Linked DNA regions of Mus musculus: region 1 is linked to region 2. The links are chromatin contacts, called in public Hi-C maps. All regions are on one chromosome and are shown on one strand. The core of a region is the stretch at or near the end of the contact, and the rest is flanking DNA. Distances in the headings are between cores, read along the strand shown.

Region 1 (3,707 bases), core at 1,121-3,620, 240 kb before region 2:
CTGCAGCCACAGGGCAGCTCACAACTGCCTGTAACTCCAGTTCTGGGAACTGTGACACCGCACACAGACATACATGGAGGCAAAACAGCCATGCACATAAAATAAAAAGAAATAAATCATAAAAGAAAGAGAGGCAGACAGACACCCTCACAGACACAGGCATGCTGACAAGAGAGCCTGATCTAGGCCATTTCTCACTGAGACTCTTCCCTGGTGACCCTTGGCTGTATCGTGCTGACAGAGCAGGTCCGGGAGGGAGGCAGAGAGCGCAGTTGAGAACACACATTCAGGCAGGCAAGCCATGGAGACACGGGCCTGTCCTCCCAGCGCTCAAGAGAGAGGCAAAGGTTCCGGAGCTCAACGCCTTCCTCGGTTACAGAGAGACTCTGCGGCTGGCCTCTCAAGAAGGGGGAAAGACAGTACAACCTGCCAGTCAAGAAGCCTCGCTCTTATTTGAAGGAGCAGCTTAAGAAACATCTCAGCAGAACAAATTTGCAGGAAAAGCCCTGCTCTATCCTTCAAGGGAGGTGGGTAGGGGGTATAGGTAGGTTCAATATGGGAACTTGATGGGGCAGAAAGAGTTTACACTTCTCAAAAGGAGGCACCGAGTTAGAAATGGTTAAAAATGGTTGAGAGGAAGGAGAAAACAGGTTCTCTCAAAGGCCATACTCATCTGACCATGCATCCATCCACTATTTAAACTGAACCACATTCATGTGTAAAGTTCTATGAAAGACCACAGCAACAGAAGCTGGCGATGACATGACAGGGATGCGTGGTATAAAATGGGCTTATGGGTGTCAGCATCAACACCTAAGTCTGAAAGGTCCACAGAGAGAACTGGCAGAAGAGCAAGCACCAGCTCCTACAGTACCTGAGTGCTGGATACTCAGTACTCTCTCTCTCTCTCTCTCTGAATACAGACTCTCCAAACAATTAATGTTAATTAAATACATGCAAGATAGCTAATGTCGTCAACCACTAGTTTCGTTGAAAAAAAAAAAAAAAACCTACATTCTAGAACAGGTGACCTACCCTGGGTCATAAAATGACAATAGAATTTCCCAAAATCTGCAATGTCATGACGCTCCACTCCAATGAAAACTCTCTGACCAGCTTTGGATGAAACCAGGTCATCCCTCGTCCACTGTGGAAAACCAGCCGTTGAAGCCATAAGCCGGAACACGGGTTACAGCTATAGAGAATGCTAACGGTGAGCTAAAACCTTGAGGCTGGTGGACGAGGTATCCTACTGCATCCCTTCTCACTCACATGAGCAGCCAACCAAGAGACATGGCCACCTCCAAGCCAAGAGGCCTCAGGATGAAAGTGACTTTGCTGTCCTTGATCTCTGATGCCATGCTTTCTCTTGTTTAAGTAGCACTCAGTCTGCTACATTTGCACAGAAGCCTGAGCAGACTAACACAAACTATTAGCATCTTGTGCCTCTGCAACACCCCACCTATGGTAGGCAGAACTCTGAAAAGGCCCCTGAGACTTATGCCTCCTGGTAGCCATGGTTTTCTGTAATCCCTTCCTCTTAAGACTTGCACTTGCATCTAACCAGGAAAACAGTGAGATTGTGAAACGATTTTGTGGATGAAACTCAAATCCCTCATCAGTCAATTCTGGGGTCCTAGATTAGTGTCCCAGGTGAGCCTGGCCTAATCAGGTGAGTTTAACAGAAAGCCCCTGCCACGGTGACTCTCCCTCTATTGGGCCACTGAAGAAGCAAACTGCTGCAAACTCTACAACTTCAAGAAACAATTCTGCCAACAGTCTGTAAAAATGCCCCCTCCTCAGTCCTGCACAGAACACAGCCCCGACAGCCCCTGGACTGTGACGCACTCCACCCCAGACCTCCAGAGGGCCCGGCTGAGTCGTGCCTAATCCACTGACACTCTGAGAAAAATCAAGCACTCAATTTGTTTACAGCCAAAGAAAGCAGATCCACAAGTTAGGAAAGAATATGCATTCCGCACAGCTGTTCCACACTCCCACAGTCAACAAGATTTTACCGCTAACCTCCCTCCCTCCACACAAGAACTTCGGCATCTCAAAATACTGGTGTTGGTGGCAGTTCTGGAATGGATTTGTGTCTCAGAAACTACTATGGGCTTCTCTGCTTCTCCCATCGCTAAGCAAACACCACTCACTAAGACCTTGATCCTATTATGGGTGCCCTGTCCAGAGAACTTCTGCAAATCACCAAGTGGGGTACTGCCTCTCTGGGGTGCACAGACCTTCAAGGCAATCTGTGCCTGTCATTTGGTTCAGGCTCTCCGGGACAGCAGAGGCTAACTTAAAGGTGAGAGGGTTGGAACAGGAAGGAAAAGCAGCTCTGTGCTCGAGAACACTTCCAGCTACGCGGCAGGACTGGCCGAGAAAAGGGGGCGGGCTCCATCAGGCAGCTCATCAGTGAGCTGCAGAACCCAGCAGGGGATGTGCCACTGTAAAGTGACAAATAGGGCAACCTGAACTGTAAGCGAAGTCACAGGAAAACTGACAGTGACAAGCAATACAAGAAGGCACACCCAAAAATCCAAGTTGAAAAATAAGTGGTTCAAACTCTGCCGCTCCCTGCCAGTGCACAGGGCTGCAGACAGCAGTCACAAGTGCTCACCCGCCAGCATCACCCACTGAAGCTGCCCGGGTCTGGAACTCTGAGCCCTTGCTTGCCATCAATCTTGACAGCACTCCACCACCCTGCTCCAGGACCTTTCCTGCAGGTGTGGCAGGTTCTCCCTCTGCACTCACTACCTGAGTCAATGGCCAATCTCCAACCTGCTGGGCTTGCTCAGTAACTGGCCTTCACCTGGGAGAGCAGAGCACAGCACACCCAGCTCCCTGCCCATCTCCCTTCAAGTGACTTGAAAACGGCTATTTGTGAACCACTTTTTAATAAACCGTCCCTAGCAAAAGGCAAATCTTTAAATGCCCTTGGCAGGGCGCCACCAATAGGTGAGGACTCACCTAGCAACTTCAGCTAACCTCATACTTCTTGCTGGCATCACTGTGCAGTGCTGACTAGGTCCGCCGCCCCCCCCCCCATCCCTGTTTATTAAATCGCTTCCTGTGAGCGTGCATGGTTACAAATTTGTTTCCGACTGAATCAGGTATCACATGAAAAGGTAATCCAGCAGTCCAAGAGCCCTCCAGGGATGGTTTCATCTAGATCTCAAAAGTACAACGGGGCTGAAATGTTACAAGAAGACAGCTTAATTTATGTACAGCTTTCCAAGATCAATGGAGCATCAGTCCAACCCAGTATCCTGTGTACAGAATGGCAGCGTCCTACACAAAGCGTGGGAAGCAAAGGCCAAGAGACTCCATGTGTATCTCATGTGCTGCCTGCTTCCTAGTCAGGAGGCTGGTGATGCTCTGCCAGCAGACAACAGTCCCCAGAGCACCAGACTCAGCCTGAAGGAACAGGCTCCGTAGCACGCAGTGCACTAGGGCAAGGAAACCACAAATAAGACACGCAGCACTTCACGGTCAAAGGATGAAAACCAATCAACTGAAGGGAAAAGACCTAGCAGATATCAATCAACTAAAGTGATCATTTGACTCTGCTGGGCCACGTGACTTTGATTAACTTCGGTGACAGATTAGACATGCTCAGATGCCCAACTCTGAACTACTTTCCCCAAAGCCCAATGAAATAAAAATCCTTAATACTGTCTTTAATAGTGGATTTTAGTCCTCCT
Region 2 (3,375 bases), core at 136-2,635:
AGCAACTGGGTGGGGGGCATAGCTAAAGAACGTGGGGAGACAGATGGCCTCTGACCCTTTCAGGCCTTTACTTGGGGCTTATATCTTCTCTTCATTTCTTGCCCCTTCAAGGAAAATGCTTTGCAAATCAGAAGGTCAAGACTCTTCCAGGTGGAGAACCCTTTGGAATGGGCAGAAGTCCACTTAGTCATTCTAATGCTCCCTGGTCCCAGCAAGCCTCCAGATGTTCCCAAATGTCCCATGCCCTCTGCGCCCAGACCACCTACCACGGGAATATGGAATGGTTTCACCTCTCTCCAGAGACAGAGGTGGCCTGATATAGAAGAGAGGTATCCAGTCAACTGTAACCTGGTTACTGTCTTCTGTTAAATGCAAGCATCTCATCAGGGGGCCCGGCACATTACCAGTTGAACAATTAACAGTTACTCTGTTTTCATACCCCTCTTTCAAGGTGTTTAGTCTTTCCCCTTTGGTTCACAAAGTGTACTGAAGACCTACTATGAGTCAGTACACGTGCTAGCTCTTGGACCCAAGGATTACCAAGTATTCTTTGAGACTTTGAGAGTGCATTGTTAGCCTGGGGGAATAGGCATTAAATAAGCAAGCAAACCAAACCAAATCTAAAAAACAAACCCAAATCAAAACAAAACAAACCCACAAAACCAAAAAATCAAAAACCAAACAGAAACAAAAACCCCACACCACCACCACCACCACCACCAACCCCCCCAAGTATGACAAACATTATAAGGACGGCAGGGATAGCAATCAAATGTCCAAGCAAATTGCAAGCTACAACCCCAGTGTACTCTGCAGAGAACAGGCGGGTGCCAGGTTGGCTAAGGGGTCAGGGGTTCTTTGCTTATCGGAGCTGCTCTTCTGCTGAAGTCTAACGTGGTCACTGACTTAACAGAAGCCCGTGGCTGAAGAGCTGAGCAGATTCCTCACGTGGTGAGGCAAGGCTATGTAAGGTGCTGAAAGTAGGCTTGGGTATCAGCGTATGGAGCTTGGATTTTGCTCTACAAGTAGCAAGCAACCTCATGAGATAGTTAGCAGTCATACACAGCAACACTGTGTAACAAACAGGAGGGAGAACAAAAAAATCTCAGGGCTTCCCAGGGACAGATGACTGTTTTTATCTCATGTCCCAGCTCCCTCTATGTCATCTGCAGTCACAGGCCTTAGGGCTTCACTGTGGGACTTAGCTGAGGGCATCCCTCAAATCTGGGACATGCCTTTCTCATATCAGAGGCCAAAGAGCCCCAGATGATCCTGATTGCTGTCTTTGATCACAGTCACGGAGCCAAGGCCCAGCCTCTGTGAGGGGACAGCAGGTCTCCATGAGCTTGAGTAAGCAAGGGACAAGGAGTCAGGATTAGGGCCAAGAGAAAGAGGCTTAAAGGAGAGCAGGCATTTCAGGCACCTGTGGGGAGTGCGGAGATGCACTGATGTGGGTGGAAGGGCCAGGAGTGAGCTCAGAGGCCTTCAGGCAGGTGATGATCCCTGGCTGAAGAGATAAAGGAGGAGGTGGAGAAAAGAGAGTCAGTATTTCAAAGGTGAAATAGAGAACTATCTCTGTCCACGTGGGCTAGGTCTGAGCACGCTCAGTTTGAGATTCCTTGGCCCCACCCATGTAGGGATGTCATATCTGGCCTCGTTCAGTTCTACATACCAGAAAACAGCTATATAGCCCAAATCTCAGCTTATTCCAAAATCTAAGTCCAGCAAGCCCTAGATATAACTTGATTACCACCACCACTAATATTTTTTCTCTACCTGTGCCCTCAACTTCCTTCAGAATGTGATCTAAGAGCTATCCTGAGAGTAACAGTGGGCATTAGCTCTGAGAGTTCGTTTCCCAACTCTTAGGGTACAGAGATATTGAAAGCCAACACTGTTCACGGGGAACACCTCTTCCCAAGTCTTCTCAGGTTAAGAGAAAACGAGAGAAAACGTCCTTGTCGCCTTCCACCCCGAGTCTATTGGTTCCCCAGACCAAGGCCCAACACAAACAGCTCTAGTTTGTTCTGAAACTGGCAAATATGGCCCAGGATGGGGAGCAGCTGTAATTGCAAAAAGCTCTTGGCCCACTGAGACAGGCTTTAATCCTTTTTTAGGCACACAGCATTCTTTGAGTATGGCTTTATTTTCTATAAATTATTATCATGCAAGGGCACTCAGTGTTTAGAATATAAAACAAGATGGACCCAGGCTTCCTGCTGTGTTCCCCACAGTGGTTCCAGGGTAAGGATAGTTTCTGCAAACACTCCGTGTGTTTGTAAAACACATTATGGCTAGAGTCTTGACTGCTCCCTTCCTTCCCCAGGTAATATCCCCAACCCACAGTTAAAGTTACTGGAACAAGGGACAAGACCTCTTGGAACGTCAGATGTCTCAGCAGCAATGAGGCAAGCGTGGAGATGTTTGGTCTTAACATGTTACTAAGAATGTAGGTGATTGATAGTCCACCTGAATGATATCTCACAAATAATTCTCTCAGAGCATACCAGAAAACAGCTATATAGCCCAAATCTCAGCTTATTCCAACATCTATAGATATAACTTGATTACCCCCACCACTAATATTTTTTAGTGTGTGTGTGTGTGTGTGTGTGTGTGTGTGTGTGTGTGTATGTGTAGGTTTGCATACTTTTGGAGATCAGAGGTCAGACACAGTGTGGTTTCTCAGGGGCTCTTCACCTTGAGTTTTTTCAGACAGGTTCTTTCACAGGCCTGGAACTCAGTGATTAAGCAGGCAAATTGGCCACTGAACTCCAGGGACCCCCCCCCCCTCGCAAGGTGGCTGTCCTAGCCACCCCCCACCCCAGTGCTATGTTTACAAGGGTGTACCACTCTGCCTGGCTTTTTAATGTAGATGCTGGGTCTTGAACTTGGAACAACTTCATGTTTGTAACTTTACCAACCCCCTCCCTAGCCCCCCAGTTATTTTTTGGATGTGAATTCCAGGGGGCTGTATCCTCTTGTCATTTCTCAAACCACTTGTCATTTCTCAAACCATCTGTCTGGAGAGCACAAAGGAAGTGTTTGCTGAGCAGAGCAAAGGTAGTTCCCCCTGTGGCTGGAAGACTACATCCCTCTACAGCTTCCACCCGTGGGAGGGGAAAATATTGAACGTGGAGTGATTTAGCCAGGCTGTGGCAAACGTGGGCTCTGAGGTCACAGAACAAGGGCAGGAGTCCTGGCTGGGGCATCTCAGCTGAGTGTCTTTAAAACCTGATTCCCTCACGGAGCAGATGCAAAACAAAAGAATACAACGTATAAGAAGCTTTTAGAGAGTGTCAGATCGTCTCAGTAACACTAACAGGATAGGGCCATGAGCGAACCCCAAGTCCTTCCAGCTGACCTTTGTTAGAA

The links. A called contact is a pair of places that touch in the nucleus more often than the background predicts.
Region 1: a Hi-C map of rod photoreceptor shows a contact between it and region 2, with 4 times the contacts expected there. The contact joins two enhancer-like sites. A contact is called at or near these places in 2 of 15 datasets of contacts at CTCF or cohesin (large pre-B cells and pro-B cells), 45 of 484 Hi-C or Micro-C datasets (CD4 T cells, CD8 T cells, the G1E-ER4 cell line and 13 more), 2 of 115 datasets of contacts at active chromatin or transcription factors (embryonic stem cells and pancreatic cancer cells) and 1 of 9 other capture datasets (liver).

What each region holds. Positions count from the first base shown.
Region 1 is chr17:5,020,499-5,024,205 of GRCm38.p6, reverse strand. The region is part of intron 1 of Arid1b (AT rich interactive domain 1B (SWI-like)); the gene reads right to left. Among named protein-coding and RNA genes, the nearest start is that of Arid1b, 27 kb to the right of the region's middle. Within about 2 kb of position 2,370, at least 15 of the 459 cell types and tissues checked have an H3K27ac peak or open chromatin away from gene starts, as enhancers often do. A contact at or near this core is called in rod photoreceptor, where this site is marked.
Region 2 is chr17:4,779,796-4,783,170 of GRCm38.p6, reverse strand. No RefSeq gene overlaps it. Among named protein-coding and RNA genes, the nearest start is that of Gm34371, 13 kb to the left of the region's middle. Within about 2 kb of position 1,385, at least 2 of the 459 cell types and tissues checked have an H3K27ac peak or open chromatin away from gene starts, as enhancers often do. A contact at or near this core is called in rod photoreceptor, where this site is marked.